Linked DNA regions of Pan troglodytes: regions 2 and 3 are each linked to region 1. Evidence: chromatin contacts called from public HiChIP or PLAC-seq data. All regions are on one chromosome and are shown on one strand. The core of a region is the stretch at or near the end of the contact, and the rest is flanking DNA. Distances in the headings are between cores, read along the strand shown. Region 1 holds the start of FBXO2 (F-box protein 2). Region 2 overlaps UBIAD1 (UbiA prenyltransferase domain containing 1). Region 3 holds the start of UBIAD1 (UbiA prenyltransferase domain containing 1).

Region 1 (4,239 bases), core at 60-2,559:
ATCTCGGGAGAGCATGGTGCCTCTCCCAGCCTGTTTCCTTCTCTGTAAATGGATGCCTTACCTCCAGGGGTCACTGGGGCGGTCCAAGGAGCTTGGGACACATCAGGTACTTTAATAAAAGGTGAGCTCTGATTTTTTTTCTCTGGCCTCTCACAATAGAGGTGGAAGGCACTGCCCAAGGTCAAAAATAAGGGCAGAGGGGGAAGGAGCCCGGATCTTCTTTGATTCCAGGGCCAGCCTTTTTCAGTAGGCCAGTCTTTAATGGGGATATAATGCGCAGCCGGGCAGAGCACCCCAGGCCTCCGGTGCCGTCACCATCCTCTCTCCCATCCTCAGAACATGATGGGAGGAGGAGGCTAATTATCACTGCCTCCCGCGGAGGTCCAAAGGGCTCCAGCCACCTTCTCAAGATCTCAGAGGACATGATCTCCTGCCTAGGTGGGAGTGGCAAGAGGGTGGGCGACAGGGAAGGGCCCTTCCTATCTCCCCACCCCCACCCCCAGCCCCGCGGCTGGGCTCCGCCAGCCCCAAGTCCGCCAGCGCGCCTGCAGCCTCCCCTTCCCACGCTGTGCCTTAAAATGCCCCCCAAAGTCTGGGCTCGGACCCCTGTACATCGATGGCGACCCCAGCCCCCGTTCGCAGCCGCGCAGCGCAGCCCGGGCAAGCTCGGCGGCCTGGGCCTAGTCGGTGCCAGGCCTCCCTCGGCAACTGCGGCGCGACCCGGAACCCAGGAGCCTTCCCGGCAGCCCCCGCCCAGCCGCGCCCCCTCCCCAGCGCCCCCCGCGCCCCCTCCTGCCGGTCACCTGCGCTCTGCCGCCGCGGCACGATCCGCTGGGCCGCCCAAGCTGCACCGCCTGGACCTGCGCTTGCCTGGGAAGCGAGGCCCCGCCCCGGCCCGCCAGGCCCCGCCCCCGCGCCCCGCGCCCCGCCCCGCGCAGCGCTGGGCCAGGGACGCACCCCCACCGCGTCGTAGGAAAATTACCTGGTGTGGGGGGTGGGGCGGAAGGCACCTCCTATACCCCGACTCCGCCTGGGCCACCCGCCCCGCACCCTCGGCCTGACCCAGCCTCTCCGTGCCTCCCCTAGCCGCCTCCTCCCAGCAGTCCCCCAGGAGCGAGCTGCGAGATGCCCCAAATCGGACCCCTCCCCAGCTGGAAAAAAAACGACTCCTGACCTTTCCCAGCCTCCTCGGTCCGCTGAGGAACCCGCAGCCCCGGGCCTCGAGCAGACTGCTGGGACTGCGGGGCGGCCGGGCGCGGGGCCAGAGGCGGGGCGGGGCGGGTCGGGTCGGGGGCCTTTAAGAGGCGCGGTCGCCGGGACCGACACAGACGCGGACAGCGCCGGGACTCGCCGCCCCGGGACTCGCGCAGCCCGCAGCGCTCCGACTCCTCCTTCTCTCGCGACCGCCCTCCGCAGCGATGGACGGAGACGGTGACCCAGGTAGCCGCCGCCTGGACCGCTCGCTGCGGCGGGGAGGGGAGATGGGGTCGGCGGGCGAGCGCTGCACAGAGGGGCGTCAGAGAGCGAGGGGACCCGGAGACCTGGCGCGGCAAACTTTCACGCCAGCGAAGTCCTAGAGGCGGTCTCCAAAGAGCACGTCTCTCTGCTATCTTGGTCTGGCGGGAGGCCTTGAGAGGCGACTGGCAAGGAGAGAGAACTCCTGGGTCCCATTTAGCCAGGAAGTAGCACCAGAGGACCCCCACATTCCCGCCTCCCAGCTTCCTGAGGGTCTGTCTGGCGGGGGCCTGGGATGCGTCTGGGAGGGAGGCTGCGAGCCTTTTCTTTCATCAGCTCTTCCAGCTCTGGGCCTTGGACCGTCTGAATCCCCGTGGGTTCCTTGGGGTCCCAGGCCTGGCCTCACCTATTCCTGCCTTCCTCCTGAGCTCCCTTGTCTGGAGGGGCTGCCCCTCCCCGGGGTAGTGAGATGCCCAGTGGGGACCCGACTAGCAGTGAGGGAGCGTTGGGGGCAGCTTTGGCTGGTGCTCAGGGCCTTCCCAGGCTGCCCAATCATCCTCTCTGGCACCCAAGACCCCTCACCCCCATCCCTCCAACTCCCTGCGGGGCCTGCAGGGGTTGCCTGCTGAGTCAGGATGGAAACAAGACCTGCCTGCAGACAGCCCTCACTCTTTCCTCATCAGGTCCAGCTGGGGATGGGCATTGCTTGGGTTAGGCGGTGGCAAACAGACTGATGAAAGCTCAGGCCCCCCCTCACCCCCCATTCCCCCGCCTCCAGCCCTGAAAATTCCAGCTCCTGCAGCCCTTGCTCCCAATCCACGGCCTTCTGGCCACACCCTCTGTAGGGCTCCAGAACTGGCTCCTGCTTTTTCCCAGGGCTGAGCTATTCCCTGGACTCTGGGGCCCACTCCAGGTGAGTGAATCAGCCTCGCAGGCAGGCAGCTTCCAGGGGCCAGATAACTTTCCGCCGGCAACAATGTGGGGAGTTGTGTGTGTAAGAGAGAGGGTGGGGGGAGCTGTAATTGGATCTGGGGCCTCGAGTGCCAGGCCCCGGGGCCAGAAGAGGGGACTGGGTGAGGTGCACCTTTCGGGGAGCATCAGGTGTCCGATGGGGCCAGGGCCGGAGGGAGGGCTGGAGAGGTGAGGACACTGGGCCTAGCTCCCCAGAGAGCTGTGGGCATCCGCCTGGGCAGGCGATGTGACTTCAGGGCCTGGCATTTTCCTCTGTCTTCCTGCTGTTCTGCGATGTGGTCTGGGAGAAGCTGTTAAGCCTTTTTTGGCCTCAGTTTCCTCTTTGCCAAAGGGGCCGGTGTAAATCCCCACATCATAAAGATGTGGCCAAAAAAATGCTAATAAGGAAGGAGAAGTGCTGTGTTCAATGAGGTTCACTCAGTAAGATTGACTGAGGACTCACTGTGTGCTCTGGGCTCTGTGAAAGCTCTCAAGGGCCTGACTGTGGGTTGGGCAGGGAGGAGAGGCTGCATATGAGGAGGTTAGGGGCTGGTGGGCCTGGAGACTTGGGTCTGGGTCCTGCCACCTGTCCCCTTCCCCAGTGCCTGGCCTGTTCCCACCACCGCCTTGGCTCTCCAGGGCCTAGCCCACGGGAACTCCCCATCCGTAGGTCAGAGCTGTAGTCTTCCTGATCACCCAGAGTGGCCCCATCTCCTCCTCACTGGCTCTCCCTCGTCCAGGCATCTGGGGCACTCGGTGTCCACTTACTCAAGGCTGTGATGGCCCAGCTGAAGCCGACTGGGATGCAAGAGACAGTCTGGCTGCTGCGGTGACATCTGCCTGCCTCCTTACAATTCAGAATGCCCTTGTCCCCCTCATCAGGGGATTTGGACATCTGTCCTGCTTGTATGGCCTGGCACAATGATTACCCCCATTTTATAGATGAGAAAACTGAGGGCCACGGATGGGAAAAGGAGGTGGAGAAAGTTTCCTTCCCCAAGCCCCTATGTCATCTCCTTGCTTGATACAGTTTCTTTTAATAAGTCCCTCCTCATCCCCAAGTCACACAATAGCTGGGGACAGCTGGGTCTCCAGGCTCTGTTCTCCAGCCCCTGAAGGCCCCAGGTCCCATGTCCCCTTCCCTAAATACTGGCAGTGTGTCCTTCAACAAGTCACTTCATCCCTGAGCCTGAGCATTTGCACCTGCAAAGTCAAAATCCTGGCCTGGGTGTAGTGGAGAATGACTAATCCCAGAACTTTAGGAGGCCGAGGCAGGAAGATTGCTTGAGTCCAGGAGTTGGAGGTCAGCCTGAGCAACAGAGTGAGACCCTATCTTTAAAAAGAAAAGTCAGCCAGGCGTGGTGGCTGACGCCTTTAATCCCAGCAGTTTGGGAGGCCGAGGCGGGTGGATCACCTGAGGTCAGGAGTTTGAGACCAGCCATGCCAACATGGTGAAACCCCGCCTCTACTAAAAATACAAAAATTAGCCAGGCGTGGTGGCACATGCCTGTCATCCCAGTACTTGGGAGGCTGAGGCAGAAGAATCGCTTCTCAGCTTCCAGCTACCTGGGAGGCAGAGGTTGCAGTGAGCTGAGATGGAGCAGTGACAGAGCAAGCGAGACTCCATCTCAAAAAAAAAAAAAGTCAAAATCCTAACACTGCCTACTAATTCAGTGAATTATTTTGTGGAGGCTGTGGTGGTTTAAGATGGCTCTGGAGCCAGGCTGTCTGGGTTCAAATCCAGGCTCCAACCACTGATTAGCCGTGTGATCCTGGGCCGTTTCACCTCTCTGTGCCTCAGTTTCCTCATCAATGAAATAAGAACAGCAATAA
Region 2 (4,279 bases), core at 1,534-4,033, 310 kb after region 1:
GAGTAGGAGACCCAGCCGCTCGCTGGAAAGCCAATTTCGAGACAGCGCTCTCTGAGGCTGCACTAATTTTGTCTCATGTTCCAGAGCTGCAGTCACTTTATAAATCCGGCAGAGAATGCTGCCAAGGGTTCAAGAACAGGGTTCCAAGACCCGAGATTAGGCCAATGCTGTTCCCTATCCCCCAGGAAAGGCCCCCCAGGACAGCTTGCCCCTGCAGCAAAAATGGCCAATGCTTCCTTTTATAAATCAACCCCATATGGGCTTTCCAGGATTCTGAGGTTGCATCTGAGCTCAGCACGAAGGAGTCCTGTGATTGATTAGGGATGTCTGCCACAGCTGCGGCCTGGGACCTGGTGTGCAGAGGCCATGTGTTCACTTTTTCGGTACTCATGATTGCTCTGGCAATGGCCCTATGATTGTGTCACTCTGGGACTGCGGTGTGTGTGTATGTGTGTGTCATCTTGAAATATATACATTTACAAAGCTGCTTATAAAGCAGTGGTCAACTACAGCCCTTCCTCCACACCATATGGCCCATACGCCTCCAGCAAGCACAGAACCTCCTGGAGTTTCATTGCAACATTTACAAAATGAAGATGAAGCTGCCAGGTTGGGACAAGTTTGCATGCATGAAACTCCTTTCCACTTATGGCAATAAAGGATTTTGTAAGCTATAAAGTCATGGCTGCATGCCATGGATCAGAAGCAGAGCAGAACAGCCAGCGGTAAACAGGAGATGGAGCCTCGGGCTTGCTGTTCTCTAGGTCCTGAACAGGTAGGAGTGGCAGGAGATCCAGTTCACCCAGGATGCTGGAAACAAAGGGCCTCCCAGGGCAGGTGAACTCCACTAGCAAAATTCTGCAAGAGTGCCGCGTGGGCCAATAGATAAGCCTTTACAACGAACTATGTGTTTCCTCTTCAATGGCTTCTCCTCCCACTCTCCCCACCTGGGCTCCAATCCAACCACACTCACCTGCCTCAGGGCCTTTGCAATCACTGTTCCCACTGCCTGCATGCTCCACCCTTATATCCCCTATCAGCTCACTCCTTCACTTCCTGAAAGTTTCTGCTGAAATATTATCAGAGCAGCCTGTCTGGACACCTTATATTAAATAGCCTCTTCTATCTCTCACTTTTTTTAAAAAAGAGATGGAGTCTCACTCTAAGTTGCCCAGGCTGGGGTGCAATGGTGCAATCACGGCTCACTGCAACCTTGAGTTGCTGGGCTCACGCAATCCCCCTGTCTCAGCCTCCCAAGTAGCTGGGACTACAGCCACACACCACCATGCCCAGCTAAGTTTTTAATTTTTTGTAGAGACAGGATCTCACTATGTTACCCAGGCTGGTCTTAAACTCATGGCCTCAAGCGATCCTCCTGCCTTGGACTCCCAAAGCACTGGCGTGAGCCACTGCACCAGCTATCACTCTTTATGCCCCTTATTCGGCTTTATTTTCTCATAGCACATCTATTTGTTTCTTGTTTGTCTCTCTCCCTTCCCTCTAATTAGAATGTTAGTTCTGTAAGGATAGGAATTTTGTCTGTTATGTGAACTGCTACATCCCCAGAGCCTGGGATGGGGTCTGGCACATGATTGGTGCTCTCCAGGTGTGTGTTGAATGATTAAGTGAGGGTTAGGATTTTATGAATTAAGATACTGAGGCTTAGAAAGGCTGAGTATCTTGCCCAATAATAATAACTGCTTTTTCTTTTTTTTTTTTTTTTTTTTTTTTTTTTGAGACAGAGTCTTACTCTCGCCTAGGCTGGAGAGCAATGATGTGATGATGGCTCACTGCAACCTCCACCTCCCGGATTCAAGAGATTCTCCTGCCTCAGCCTCCCGAGTAGCTAGGATTACAGGCATGTGCCAACATACCCAGCTAATGTATTTTTAGTAGAGACGGGGTTTCTCCATGTTGGCCAGGCTGGTCTTGAACTCCTGACCTCAGATGATCCACCCAACTCTGCCTCCCAAAGTGCTGGGATTACAGGCATGAGCCACCATGCCTGGCCTATAACTGTGCTTTATTAAAAGTTCTCTGTGCCAAGCACTGTGCAGAGCCCTTTGCATACACTGCCCTTTAAGCTTCATGGTAACTCTACAAAGTGGGATTATCCCCATTTTACAGATAGAGACCAGCCAGGTTGAGTCACTTGCTCAGGATCACACAGCAGGTCAGGAGGGGAGCTGCATGTTCCCCAAGCCCCCACTGGTAACTTCTTTGCTCTCCTGGCCCCCGGGCTCCCCTCAAACAAAGCAAAGGCTTCTGTGTCGAGTGGATCATATGTTTCATTCCCCTGTCTCCAGGCAGCACTATAAATCATCAGACAGAATCCATCCAGATTTTACCAACTCCTTGCCAAGGGGTTTCACCATTTCCCATCCCAGTGTTTCCTCTTTCCAAAGTTAAGCCTCATCACTGCAAATTCTTCTTTTCAGTCTAACCCGAATCCCACTTGCTTCACATTCAACCTATTTCTTCTTGTCCCACCTTCCAGGGAGCTGGAGAAAATCGGCAGGAGACACAGGCACTGCAACCAAAATGCTCCATTTAGCTGGGAGAGAAGCCACAGGCTCCACGCCCCAGCGATTCACCAGAAACCCAAGAGCCCCAGCTCCCAAGGCCAGCCCTGTCAGCACCCGGCCCCGTGTTCTTTTGCCAGGGCCCTGCCTTGCCACGGTGATTTATGGGCCCTGTCAATCTGCAGGCTGAGCCACGGAGACAGCTGGGAGTAGCAAGGATCAGCAGCGGTCCCGTGGGCCAAGGCGGGTGGGGTGGCTCAGGCTGAGCCTGGGGGGAGGGGGAGGGGAGCAAGAGACCCAGACACTCCAGACCACAGTGTGACAGAGATGGGGGTGGAGACCCCAGCACGCCGGGTCAGAACAGCCGCCAGCCTAAACCAGGGCAAGAAGCTGCGGAACAAAGACTCCAACCGGAAAAGCATGAAGAAGGAGCAGAACGGGAGACAGCCTGAGAGCTGCTGGCGCCGCTTCTCCTAGGGAGTTTCAGATTCTCTTTATTCTGAAGACAAAAGCAAAATGAAGATGACAGACGGTGAGAGATGTTTAGCGGGTTTGTTTTTCTGCAGACGTTCTGGAGGACCTGGATGAAATCGCCAATTAGCCCTCCTCCCCGCAAGCAAGCTCCCAAGTCCACAACCCTGGTGGGAACCAAGTTCCCCACCCAGCCCCAGCTGGAGGCGACTCTCGCTCTGTCTCTCTCACCCCCAGTTTATGTGTCTTTGTCCCTGCAGCTGCACGTCTGACTCCTTCTTCTTTGTTTCTTGGTCTCCCTTGCCTTAGATTTTTCTTTCTTGGTATTTTCTGGTCTCCTGCCTCCCTCTCTGACCCATCTCACTCCGAGGAGCCACTGGAGCAGGCTCTCTGGCCCTTGGTCCCATCTGTCTCCTGCCTCTGGCATTTCCTGCGCCCCTCCTGGTGTGTCCTCCTGTCTCACCCCCACGCTGTCTCATTGTTCATTGGCAATTGACCTTAGTTTCTTTTTTTTTTATTTTTGAGACAGAGTCTCTCCCTCTCACCCAGGCTGGAGTGTAGTGGCTCAGTCTCGGCTCACTGCAACCTCCACCTCTCAGGTTCAAGTGATTCTCCTGCCTCAGCCTCCTGAGTAGCTGGGATTACAGGTGTCCACCACCACACCTGGCTAATTTTTGCATTTTTAGTAGAGACGGGTTTCACCGTGTTGGCCAGGCTGGTCTTGAACTCCTGACCTCAGGTGATCCTCCTGCCTCAGCCTCCCTAAGTGCTGGGATTACAGGCATGAGCCACTGCACCCGGCCATTGACCTTAGTTTTTGATGTCCATCCGCTGCAGGTGTCCCTCCCTTGGCCCTGGGCAGTGCGTCCAGGTGGCCTGTGGAGCAGGAGAGTGGAGTCCCCAGCCAGAATTTGCTGTGCAGAGAGGGAGACCCTGCATTGCTCTCAGCTGCGGGCAGCTTGGCATAAGGAAAAGGCAGTGCCCATAGTTAGGGGAACAGAAGAGGCAGCCAGCAGCTCCTTTCATCCAGAGTGGATCTGAAATTCCAGGCCAGGCCTGAGGAATGCTCAGCTGCTTTTGTGTGCATACACACACACACAGAGACACACACATACACACACGCATACCCACACGGGGACACACACACATACACACACAGACATACGGGGACACACACATACACGGGGACACACAAGGGGACACACATACACACAAGGACATACACACAGGGACACAAAGCACGACAGCCACACACTGGGCAGCCTCAGATGGCCTCACAACCAGAC
Region 3 (4,044 bases), core at 69-2,568, 380 kb after region 1:
GACCATCCTGGCCAACATGGTGACACCCCGTCTCTAATAAAAATACAAAAATCAGCCAGGCGTGGTGGCGTGCACCTGTAGTCCCAGCTACTCGGGAGGCTGAGGCAGGAGAATCGCTTGAACACGGGAGGCAGAGGCTGCAGTGGGCCGAGATCGCACGACTGCACTCCAGCCTGGGCGACAGAGCGAGACTCCGTCTCAAAAATAAATAAAAAATAAATAAATAAAAATAAATGTCCATATAAAATTTTCAGTCATGCCCTACGTCCATAAGTCAAACCAGGATCTTCTCAAATCACTGTTCCAAAAAATTCACATCACCCACAATTATAGACTTCAATTAAAGCGGCTTAAATTAGAAAGCCACCTTTGACATCCCTGTAACTCCTTTACAAAGCAGCGGTTTCCAGTGGACGCGACTAAGACCTGCAGCACACAGGACAGGCCAAATCTTACCTCCTGTGTAGAGAAAGGAGCCAGACAGGCCTCCAAAGTAGATAAGAGCCAAGTGCTCCAGTTTCAGAGGGGACAGGTAGTAGAGGCAAGCGGCACAGACGCAGCCCAACGTGTAGAGGAAGACTCCGAACCGGACGACATCCTGCGGCTCCAAGATTCGGTCCACAAGTGTCCTGTCATCACTCTTTTTGTGGTCAATGCCCTTGGAAAAGTCATAGTAAGTGTTGACCAAATTACCGGCCCCGTGCACAGCCAGGACAGCCACGGCACAACCCACCAAGAGCCTGGGATCCAGGACACCGTGGGATCTGTAGGCAAGGGCACTGCCCAGGGCCACCGGTGTGAGTGAGGCACTGAAGCTCCAGGGCCTCAGGGCCAACACGTAGGAGGCACACTTCTGCCTCCAGGAGCGCTGGGGGAGCCTATCTTGCTCGGGACAGTCGTTCCCCAGAGGGTCCCTGTCCCCAGCTTTGACAGTCTCTCCCGACAGGATGTTAATCTTCTGCCCCAGGACCTGAGAGGCCGCCATGGAAGCTCCACGTGGTTGAAGTAAACTCTAAAAGTGAGCCACGCAAAGTGACCGCCCGGGAAAGAGGAAGGACGGGGCGGGGCAGCCGGGCCCGACCTTCCTTCGGTTCCGCCCCAGGACAGGGCTGGTGTGGCGGCAAGGTCCGGGGGCAACAGCAAGTGGGTCTTACACCCCACGAAGCCCAGCGGCGCCGCCCCTACTACCCGTCACCTGGGCGAAGTCTGTCTCCGGCCCCCAGCCCCGCGTTAGAGCCCACGGCTGAGCCGCGGTCGCCTTCTTTAGGCCGCCAGGGCCGCCATCTTGTGCGCCGGCCTCTGGAGGCCCGCCCGGAAACAGGTGCCGGCGGCGCGGGCCGGACCGGAGGGTGGGCTGGAGGGCGGGAGGGGGCGGGGCCAAGCCAGAGACGGGGAGAAGGGCGGTGAGGGCTTGGGGGCGGGGGCCTGGTCAGAGGCGGGGCGGGCAGGGCCGAGTCAGAGGAGGGGCGGGGTCAGAGGCGGGGAAGGGAGGGGTCAGAGGCGGGGAGAAGGGCGGTGAGGGGTGGGGCGGGGCTGAGGGGCGGGGCCAGACCGGTGGTGGGGCGGGAGGGGGCGGGGCCGGGGCGGGAATGGACCGGGAGCGGGGACGGGCCAGGAGCTGGGGCCGGGCGGTGACCCGGCATCCAGCCCTTTTCCTGCCTGCACTGCGCCCCGCAGCTACTTCCAGACTAACTGCAATCAGCCTCTCTTAGCATCATAAGAACTCGAAGGCGTGTTGCTTTAGGACTTACCGGGCGCACTTTCATTCACGAAGTAGGATTCATTAATTTATTCATGCTACAAGCATTTATTGAGCGCCTGCTGTGTGCATACATTCTGACGTCTATCATATCTGCACCGTGGAAATACTCTATGATGTGCTACTGCTCACCTCTTATCAGCTTTTCATTCAGTGACATCCTTCAGCAGCTTGAAATCTGCCCATGGTGGGAGAATTTACACCACGCAAATCAGCAAATGCTTAATAACTGCTAAGTCGTCTAGACTTAAGAAAGTGGCGGAGAAAATGTTCATATTACTGGTTAAACTTAAAAGTGTTGGAGGGTGCGGTGGCTCACGCCTGTAATCCCAGCACTTTGGGAGGCGAGGCGGGCAGATCACTTGATGTCAGGAGTTCGACATCAGCCTGGCCAACATAGCGAAACCCTGTCTCTACTAAAAATACAAAAATTAGCCGCGCGTGGTGGCAGGCACCTGTAATCCCAGCTACTCGGGAGGCTGGGGCAGGAGAATTGCTTGAACCCGGGAGATGGAGGTTGCAGTGAGCCAAGATCATGCCACTGGGCTCCAGCCTGGGCAACAGAGTGAGACTCCATCTCAAAAAAAAAAAAAAATTAGCCGGGGGTGGTGGTGCATTCCTATAATGACAGCTACTCGGGAGGCTGAGGCAGGAGAATTGCTTGAACCCTGGAGGCAGAGGCTGCAGTGAGCCAAGATCACGCCACTGCACTCCAGCCTGGGCAGTAGAGCGAGACTCCGTCTCAAAAAAGAAAAAAAGAGAGAAAAAAAGTGTGTAAGTGAATGCACCAAAACTTTGAGGAAATATTCATTCAGCATTGGCAAATTATTATCCAGTTGAACAAATAAGTCGCTCGTAGCCTTGACAAACTAGTGAAGTTCTGACATATCTCTTTTGATTGTTTCACTTTCCTCTTACTCCTAACATAAAATATCAACCAACATTCATGTCTGAACTATGCTCATTGATCAGTTGGGGCCATAGGGAAGCTACACAACATCAAAGAAAGCATACTGTGAGAACTGGCTATATGGAGTTTACAATAGAGTCCTGTACTGTATATTTTAGTATTTGTAAACTGTATGCTACACATCATTTACATCAGTGAAATTATAATACACATGCAACATACATGCACACAGGACTGACTACATAATTTGTGGTACCCAGTGCAAACTAAAGAGGTGGAGCTGGGGATGATAATGTGTGCCTGTAGTCCCAGCTACTCAGGAGGTTTTTTTGAGACGGAGTCTTGCTCTGTTGCCCAGGCTGGGGTGCAGTGACACAATCTCGGCTCACTGCAAGCTCCGCCTCCAGGGTTCACGCCATTCTCCTGCCTCAGCCTCCCGAGTAGCTGTGACTACAGGTGCCCGCCACCACGCCCGGCTAATTATTTTGTATTTTTAGTAGAGACAAGGTTTTACCATGTCAGCCAGGATGGTCTCTATCTCCTGACCTCGTGATCCACCTACCTCAGCCTCCCAAAGTACTGGGATTACAGGTGTGAGCCACCGCACCCGGCAGGAGGATCTCTTGAGCTCAGGTTAGAGACCAGCCTGGGCAACATAGTGAGATCTCTGCTCTAAAAAATTAAAAAGACCAGATGTGGTGGCTCACACCTGTAATCCCAACACTTTGGGAGGGCAAGGCAGGTGGATTGCTTGAGCCCAGGAGCTCAAGACCAGCCTGGACCACACGGTGAAAATCGAAGAATTAGCCAGGTGTGGGCCAGGTGCAGTGGCCCACGCCTGTAATCCCAGCACTTTGGAAGGCCGAGGCAGGCAGATCATGGGGTCAGGAGATAAGACCATTCTGGCTAACATGGTGAAACACCATGTCTACTAAAAATACAAAAAAAATTAGCCAGGCGTGGTGGCAGGCACCTGTAGTCCCAGCTACTTGGGAGGCTGAGGCAAGAGAATGGCATGAACCCCGGAGGCGGAGCTTGCAGTGAGCCGAGATCGTGCCACTGCACTCCAGCCTGGGCGACAGAGCAAGACTCCGTCTCAAAAAAAAAAAGAAAGAAAGAAAAAGTGAAATAATTAGCCAGGTGTGGCAGCGTGCACCCGTGGTCCCAGCTACTTGGGAGGCTGAGGCGGAAGAATCACCTGAGCCTGGGAAGTTGAGGCTGCAGTGAGTCATGATTGTGCCCCTGCACTCCAGCCTGGGTAATAGAGTGAGATCCTATCTCAAAAAAATAAAATAAAATCAATAAATAAGTGGGGCCAGACCAGGCACGGTGGCTCACGCCTGTAATTCCAGCACTTTGGGAGGCCAAGGTGGTC

Evidence for each region. HiChIP or PLAC-seq counts read pairs in DNA pulled down with a chosen protein or histone mark.
Region 2: a contact with region 1 is called in an H3K4me3 HiChIP or PLAC-seq map of stem cell-derived excitatory neurons, with 11 times the contacts expected there. The contact joins the enhancer-like site here to the promoter of FBXO2 in region 1. A contact is called at or near these places in 5 of 7 Hi-C or Micro-C datasets (blood, induced pluripotent stem cells, a lymphoblastoid cell line and 1 more) and 1 of 1 datasets of contacts at active chromatin or transcription factors (stem cell-derived excitatory neurons).
Region 3: a contact with region 1 is called in an H3K4me3 HiChIP or PLAC-seq map of stem cell-derived excitatory neurons, with 12 times the contacts expected there. The contact joins the promoter of UBIAD1 here to the promoter of FBXO2 in region 1. A contact is called at or near these places in 1 of 7 Hi-C or Micro-C datasets (stem cell-derived neural progenitor cells) and 1 of 1 datasets of contacts at active chromatin or transcription factors (stem cell-derived excitatory neurons).

Annotation. Positions count from the first base shown.
Region 1 is chr1:220,339,305-220,343,543 of NHGRI_mPanTro3-v2.0_pri, forward strand. FBXO2 (F-box protein 2) reads left to right here and starts at 1,310. Exons shown (of 6, transcript XM_514389.7): 1 at 1,310-1,440. The coding sequence starts at 1,419. FBXO44 (F-box protein 44) reads right to left here and starts at 916. Exons shown (of 9, transcript XR_010148253.1): 1 at 804-916.
Region 2 is chr1:220,651,883-220,656,161 of NHGRI_mPanTro3-v2.0_pri, forward strand. All of the region lies in intron 1 of UBIAD1 (UbiA prenyltransferase domain containing 1), which reads right to left. Among named protein-coding and RNA genes, the nearest start is that of UBIAD1, 68 kb to the right of the region's middle. Within about 2 kb of position 2,784, at least 6 of the 24 cell types and tissues checked have an H3K27ac peak or open chromatin away from gene starts, as enhancers often do. A contact at or near this core is called in stem cell-derived excitatory neurons and stem cell-derived neural progenitor cells, where this site is marked.
Region 3 is chr1:220,720,297-220,724,340 of NHGRI_mPanTro3-v2.0_pri, forward strand. UBIAD1 (UbiA prenyltransferase domain containing 1) reads right to left here and starts at 1,319. Exons shown (of 2, transcript XM_024356316.3): 1 at 457-1,319. The coding sequence starts at 985.